Linked DNA regions of Zea mays: region 2 is linked to region 1. A link is a contact called in public Hi-C data. All regions are on one chromosome and are shown on one strand. The core of a region is the stretch at or near the end of the contact, and the rest is flanking DNA. Distances in the headings are between cores, read along the strand shown. Region 1 holds the start of LOC100193542. Region 2 holds the start of LOC100192852.

Region 1 (3,860 bases), core at 377-2,876:
CCACAGATGTAGCCTGTTTGAGCCATCAATTCGCCAGTTTACATGGATCAATGATATCCACGGTCCTAAGACGAGAAGATCAGGCATGCACCCATGTCATAACTACTGTGTTTGAACCTCTACATTATATAGATTAAGTCACTCTGGTTGTGTGTGCACACTAAAGGTGAGCACTGAGCAATACCAATGAATATCTTGGGTAAATCCCAGTATAAGGAAGAACAATATATAAATTTACACACACAAAACTCTGGCTTCGGATACTTAACAGTTAAGGCACAAACACTTGTCAAATTTCACTGGTTCCAACTTATTGCAGACAAGTTCAGTGAATTTTAGATGCTATAATAGGGCCATGAAAGAAATAGAAATGTGATAGGTGGAATGTAAATAAAAAAGCATAGGAGCAACCATTTTAAAAATGGTACTTCCAGGATTTCAATGGAATTTCCGAATGAGCTAGTATTGTATAAATTGTCACCTAAAGTGTTCCCCGTTATTCAACTTTTGATGTATTGGTGCAGATACTTAATTTTCCGCCACAAAATAAACCTTGAGCGCATGCATACATTGCGGACTAAGGAATAGCATTTTTTAGTGACTGGCAACATAAAAAAGAAGACTGCAGCTAACCAAGGGCAGAGGAGAAAGGAAATTAAGTGCTTACGTGGGGCTCAAATTTGCGAGCTTTCTGACAAGGACGGCTCCTCCAGTTGGAGATACGATGGGAGCCATGGCTTCTTCCCCTTTGGTCTGACACACGTAGGTGAGCTTGCCATGGAAGAAATTTTTGAATATCACATCAGTTAGCTGCGTGCTGCTGATCTGGCCCACATTATATTTCTGCTTGGATACGGATGCAGAGAAGAGAAATGCATGTATAAGAAAAGAGTTCAAGAAAAAATGTTATAACATGATGACGTGAAAATGGGGGGAAAATGTGGTGTTGTGTTTGCAGTCTCGACCTCTATTCCTGAGCAGACAATAAAAAATCAGTCCACGTTGTGCTATTATTCCATAGTTGTTGCTGCTGCAGGCATAACACGCGTAGCGGTAGCGTTATTTGATTGATGTAATTTTCCATATAGTCCAGCTAAGCTAGTGTACAAGTACAACAGTGTTGTGGTGAAGGGCAAATGGATTGAACAGTGTGGTAGAATCGACGAGTGTACAGACTCAAAGGTAGATAGAGGGAATTAATTACAGAGCAAGATGTGCTGCTACTAGGGTCCTTGGATCTTGAGAGAGGGTGGAGTAGGATTTAGAAGAAACATGGGGCTGGGGAATAGATGGATAGGTGCAGCACCTTCAACGAGAGGGAGATGCAGTAATCAAACTTGTGTGCGGCATAGCGGAACCAAGTCGAGAGCGAAACCATCCTCCCAAACCCCTGCTTGCCGCCTGCTCTGCTCTTCCACGCCCTCCTCCAGGAGCGCACGCACTGATACCCCACCCCTCTCTGTTTGGGGAGGGAGCTCCTCCTGCCCGCTGGCCGCCGCTGGTGCTCCACGCAGTCCGCAAGCAGAGGAGAGAGCGGGGAGCGGCGGCGGCGGAATGAAACTACAAAGAGGAGGCGGCGGCCGTCGCGCAAAGAGGACCTATGATGTTTTCCCCCTTACTCCTTTCCGCAGGCACAGTCCGTCCGTCCACTGCATAGGGGAAGTATTCCGTAGGCGGGCTTCTATAACCTAACCAATTCTTTGTGGGCTGGAAAATGGATAGGCTGGGCCTCTTTCATTCAAAACTATCCTTTTCTTTTTTTTCTTTTTGGCTTATGAGTGAAATTACTTAGAATATATATTGTAGCCATAGGTAGGCTAGTGTATAGTACCGAATTTTTTTGTATTTTGGCGCTTTTTTGGAAAAAAAATCATATTTAGACTAAAAAATTTTAATCTCGTTTTTGGACCTTTTGCTCGGCGACATAGACTATGGCGCCGAGATACGTGTTGTGTCGGCACAACCCGGACGACGTGGCGTCGACGTGGCACCGAGCTCGGTGCCACAGATCTTGGCGCCGAGCTCAGTTGTGTTATTAACAGTTTTGTTGGGAACACATAAGCACAAAGCTTGTCTAGCTTAGTTGGTAGAGCGCAATGCTTTTAACCTTGTGGTGTTGGTTCAAGCCCACAGTTTGCGTTCTCAATACTTTTTGTCCTGGTCATTGATTTGTTTTTTTTTTGTTTATGTCCCTGATTTGTCCGTCCAGATTTAAATCTTACCTAGATTTTTTTTTGTATTTGTTACTAATTTGTTTTTTTGTTTATGTCGCTGATGTGTCCGTCTAGATTTATTTCTCATCCAATTTTTTTTGCTTATGTCACTTAGTACCTGCACACAAAACCTTTTTACTTGTGCTCTAGGAAATGTAAAGAGATTAATTGTATAGATGTGCTTCTATGTCCTAACTTCATTATTCAAGCAAACATACACTTGGGAAGCTCACTCGAATCCGAGCAGTTTCACCTTGCCAAGGAAGTGGCACAGTTTTACCTTGCTATAATCATCTTGATATTTGGATGAGTAGTGATAAAGACAAAAAAATCTGGATGAGAAATAAATCTGTACGGATACATCAGCGACTTAAACAAAAAAAATTCAGTGACAAAGACAAAAAAAAGTATTGAAACACAAAATATGAGGCTTGAAAACCTAGGACCACAAGGTTACGAGTCTTGCACTCTACCAACTAAGCTAGACAAGCTTTGTGCTTACATCTTTCCAACATAACTCTTGATAACACAATCGAACTCGGCGCCAAGATCTGTGGCGTCGAGCTCGGGCCACGTCGGTGCCACGACGTCTGGTTTGTGCCAGCGCAGCGCGTACATCGGCGCCATAGGCTATGGCGCCGAGCAAAGGGTCAAAAAATGACATTAAAATTTTCTAGGGTCCAAACGTGATTTTTTCCGAAAAAGAGCCAAAATGAAAAAAAAATCATGTATAGTACTACCTGAAAGTCCTAGAGGGGGGTGAATAGGCGTAATCTGAAATTTACAACTTTAAACACACACTACAAGTCGGGGTTAGCGTTAGAACTAAAATCAAGTCCCGGAGAGAGAGGAAAACAAATCAAATGGAAATCAAGCGAATGAAGACGGTGATTTGTTTTACCGAGGTTCGGTTCCAAAGAACCTAGTCCCCGTTGAGGAGGTCACAAAGACCGGGTCTATTTCAACCCTTTCCCTCTCTCAAACGGTCACTTAGACCGAGTGATCCTTTCCCTTAATCAATCGGGTCACTAAGACCCCGCAAGGATTACCACACTCTTAGGTGTCTCTTGCTTTGATTACAAGTCACTTGAGAACAAGAATGAGAAAGAAGAAAGGCAATCCAAGAGGCAAGAGCTCAAAAGAAAACGAAATCACTCTCTCACAAGTCACTAAGTATTTGAGGTGAATTTGGGACTTGGAGAGGCTTTGATCTTTTGAATTGTGTCTAGGAGTGAATGCTAGAGCTCTTGTATTGAATGTGATGTTCATAAATCTTGGATGCTTGGAGTTGTGGTGGTTGAGGGTATTTATAGCCCTCAACCACCAAAGTAGCTGTTGGGGAGGCTGCTGGCGATAGGCGCACCGGACAGTCCGGTGCGCCACCAGACATGCATTGTAAGTTGTCCGGTGCGCCGCCACGTCACCCAATCGTTAGGGTTCGGAGCGAAGTCAATCGTTGGCGCGAGCTAGCCGTTGCTCCGCTGGCACACCGGACAGTCCGGTGAATTATAGCGGAGCGCGCCTGCGTTTTCCCGAGAGTGACTGGTTTGACCCTATACTGTCCTGGTGCACCGGACACTGTCTCGTGCGCCAGACCACAGCACAGCCAAGTCCTTTTTGCTCTTTTTAAATTGGGTCCCTAACTTG
Region 2 (3,860 bases), core at 1,019-3,518, 190 kb before region 1:
ATATTTAGAGCTCTGGGCTTTCAAAAACTAGAGAAAGCCCTGGCTCAACAGTGCCATTCGTTTCAGCCACACCAGGTTCGGGCGGCTATAAAAACACCCCCAGGCCGCGAGAGATTAGATTTTAGCAGGGGTGGCGGTTCCCTCGGGCAAGCGAGCGGCGACAGCAGTTTCCTCGGGCGTGCGAGCGGCGGCGATCTCGGGGGCCAACGGGGGTGGCACGCCGAGGCATGCCAGGGCATACTTTGATATTTTTGAATTTTTTTTATAAATATATTTGTATATATAGTGTATATGCTGGACACATGGAGGTATGCCAGGGCATACTTGGCATAGCCCCTAGCTATGCCATTGTCCTTGATCACATTCTTTGATCTAATAATGTTCTATTAATCATCGTGACACTATTAGGTTAAGATGATGGCACATGATAGATTATCTAGTTTGTCTTTCCTACACCTTGCATACAAATGAACTATTGGATAGCTTTGATATTGCTCTACGTGGTTTTGTGTGTTATTCTACATATGAATCATGATCATGTTATTTTACCACTGTTAACTATTTAATTGTCAATGGATTATTTATTGTTCATGATAAGATTGTTTTGGTTAATTGGAACATGGAGCGACCACCCGAGGAAACAGTGCTACCACAAGAGTGGAATAGGATGTCCTTGACTGATTAATTAGGAAAGCTAGTGTGAGTTAATTATTTCCCAAAAGGGGCAAGTGGGGTGTGGGAAGCTGCCGGTATAGGGAGGTTCTCAGGTCGATCTGTCTACGATAGCTTTTCAGACGAGAGATTCCTATATCGTCCCTTTTTGCTTGAATCCGTAGTGGGTTCTCTTGTGCTAGTGAAACTTTGGAAAGGCCCTGTAGTGCTACCCTGCCTCGTCTCCTCGTTATAGATGAACGAGAGTCGAGACCCCTTGGCAAAATGGGTAACATGGCTTGTGGGTAAAGATGGACAATATATGAGAGTGTAAAACAATTATATCAGCCGTGCTCATGATCATAAGCGACTCGGACTCTCACATGAGTAGTTTATGTAATTAAATTTAACCAGTCATATATTGTGTTGCATTGTGGGATTTATTCATCATTGTGATCAATTATTTAATTTGGTTGATATACACTTATACTTAATAATTGCTAATAAAATTTTGACCAACTTATTAAAAGCAACACTCAACCTTAACCATTTTCCTTGGTAAGCCTTACACTACACATGAGACCCCACCGTAAGTGAGCTCATACAAATTATATCCCACACTTACTGAGCGATGACCATATGAGAGCTCACACTTGCTATAATCACATCAGTCAAGAATAGGTACTGCAAGATGAGAAGCATGAAGGATGCTACGATAAATTTGGAGAGGTCTAGGCTATCGTCTCTCAGTCAACTATAGTTGTGAAGGATCGTTGTCGTCATATGATGTATTTATTTAGCTATTTTTGTACATAACTCGTATTATATAATAAATATGTGACATTGATTTTTGTATCATGAATTATTATACACGTGAGATTTGATCCTAACATATATTTAAGACGCATCCGAGTTTACCCTTAAATCACAATTTTCTCTACAGCTTTAAAGCCCTATGGCTACGATAAAAGAGAACGGTTCGAAGAATATGAATGAGATTCCACCATCCAACTATCTTCTGTTAAATCTACTATTTTGAGATTTCACAATACTCCCTCTATCCTGCAACATACACCAGAGCTTTTCACTGGGATAACCACAGTTTTCAAGTGGGCCCGAGTCCGAGGCAAAGTTGGAAGAAGTGCACAATGTATTTTTGTCTGTAAAATATTTGTAGACAAATTTATCACCCTAAACTTATAACCTAGTATGATTTGTGTGTATTGGCGTTGTGTTATATTAGTAAAACCATTAATAAAACTACTTAAGATTAAAAAAATCACAAAAGTTAAGAGATTTAAAGAAAACCGGTTTGTAATTCATGAAGGAAAATCGAATGTAACAATAGTGGAGGAAATTAAATTGGATGTTCTAATAATAATAATAATAATAATAATAATAATAATAATAATAATAGTAATAATAATAATAATAGTAATAATAATAATAATAGTAATAATAATAATAATAATCTTTAAAGAGGATTCAGTAGAACGTTGGCTATGAAGCCCATGGCGAGCATAGATGGTTGCATTGAGCTGGGCCTTGTGATTCTAATGTTGTTGCAAAAACGAAAGGGTGTGGGTGGATGGTTGGGCGGCATGCGCGGTGGGGGAGGGGAAGAGAAAGCGAGAGGGAGAGAAATAGCAGGCCGCCTTGAGCTGGCATAGGACGCGACGGCCGACGGTCTCGGTCTCGCAGGGGCAGGGCTGGGCGGTCGACGGAGGCCAATTCTCCAACTTCCTCCCTCCGTCGATCATCCAGCACCAGCAGGAGAATCCCGTCGAATCCCCCTCTCAACCAAGGGCGCGCGCGCGTGCGTATGCCTCCTCCAGATCCAAAGCAACAGACAGCGAGGGGGCACCGGGGTCCGCCGCATGTTTGCGATTTATGGAGGATCATGCTTTCTTGCTTACTACATTAGCTCCTGACGCGCCGCCCTCCCCTCGCGTTCATTGATTTCTGTTATAATTACTACCGAGCTACTATCTCCACATTATTATTGGTAAAGAAAGAAAGGGCGCCTCCTCTAATTTGATGGGCATTCCGTTTCCTTCTCAACTTCAACGCCAACAACAGGTAGGGCGGAGCACCATTCTTTTTCTTTTGTACATTTGTTATCGACTCTATAATCGTTCTTCAACAAGGTTGCATAGAGAAAAGGTCCATTTCATGTTGAGGAATATTGAATCGAGAATTTTATAATGACCTCATTGCAGTTGATGCTACTATGGTTGGAAATCGGGCATGGTTCGGAGGGCTTTTCAGCGGCTCAGGCAAAAGGCGACAAGTCAGTGCAGAGAAGATAGTGCTTGATCTAACCCCTGTACAGGTACAGATGCACTGCCATCGTTATCATGATGTGTTTATTAGGCATAGTACATGCATGATTCTGTGTCGTCTCTTGTTTTTAGGGAAACAATAAATGAAATAGAATAAGCACAATGGCATGGACCATGCAAGCTTAATTGCGTTTCTTCCTACGCCTGAAATAACCCTGGTCTTAAATATTCATTCAGGAACAGAGACTGCAAAGTCTGAAGGAAAGGCTAAATGTACCTTACGACGAAACTCGGACGGATCATCAAGTGAGGAAACTCTCGACTCAATTAGCTTCACGACGAGGAGTACTTTATCATCAATACGGATTTCAATCCGTGTGTCCCTATGATGTAGATAGAGGCTTCAAACTTACTCTAGAGTAATCTAGAAACAAAATTGGTATTCTGCAACACTTAGCACAATGTAGATAGAGACTTCAAAATGCAACTAGCTTTGCTCTTTGTTTTGCTTAGTTAGTTATACCCTCATATTGACTTTGAGCCGATGTTGACTTGTGAAATTTATAATATTGTGTGCTTTGGATTTAGGATTCGCTTAGGGCTCTATGGAATGCCTCCTTTCCCGATACAGAGCTCACTAGCTTAGTTTCGGAACAGTGGAAAGACATGGGGTGGCAGGGCGTCAACCCAGCAACTGATTTCAGGTTAATCCGAGTTTTTTTGTTGCCTCTCTATGCACTATTTTAGGTTGTCGAAAATATGCTTCACACTTCCTTTCCTTTTAGAGGCCTGCAACCAGCTGCTGGTCCTGCATTTCCCTGACAGATGAAGAGTACGTCTTAACAATATCGTGTTACTTTGATTCCAGGGGCTGTGGATTTGTTTCGCTTGAGAACCTTTTGTTTTTTGCAAGAACGTATCCGGTAG

The links. Hi-C and Micro-C count contacts between places; a contact is called where the count stands out from the background.
Region 2: a contact with region 1 is called in a Hi-C map of tassel, with 2.6 times the contacts expected there. The contact joins the promoter of LOC100192852 here to the promoter of LOC100193542 in region 1. A contact is called at or near these places in 2 of 25 Hi-C or Micro-C datasets (ear and tassel).

Annotation. Positions count from the first base shown.
Region 1 is chr2:117,454,400-117,458,259 of Zm-B73-REFERENCE-NAM-5.0, reverse strand. It overlaps LOC100193542, which reads right to left and starts at 1,626. Exons shown (of 5, transcript NM_001138653.1): 1 at 1,307-1,626; 2 at 668-843. The coding sequence starts at 1,378.
Region 2 is chr2:117,646,720-117,650,579 of Zm-B73-REFERENCE-NAM-5.0, reverse strand. It overlaps LOC100192852, which reads left to right and starts at 2,268. Exons shown (of 8, transcript NM_001138042.1): 1 at 2,268-2,730; 2 at 2,871-2,983; 3 at 3,171-3,239; 4 at 3,522-3,637; 5 at 3,802-3,856. The coding sequence starts at 2,882.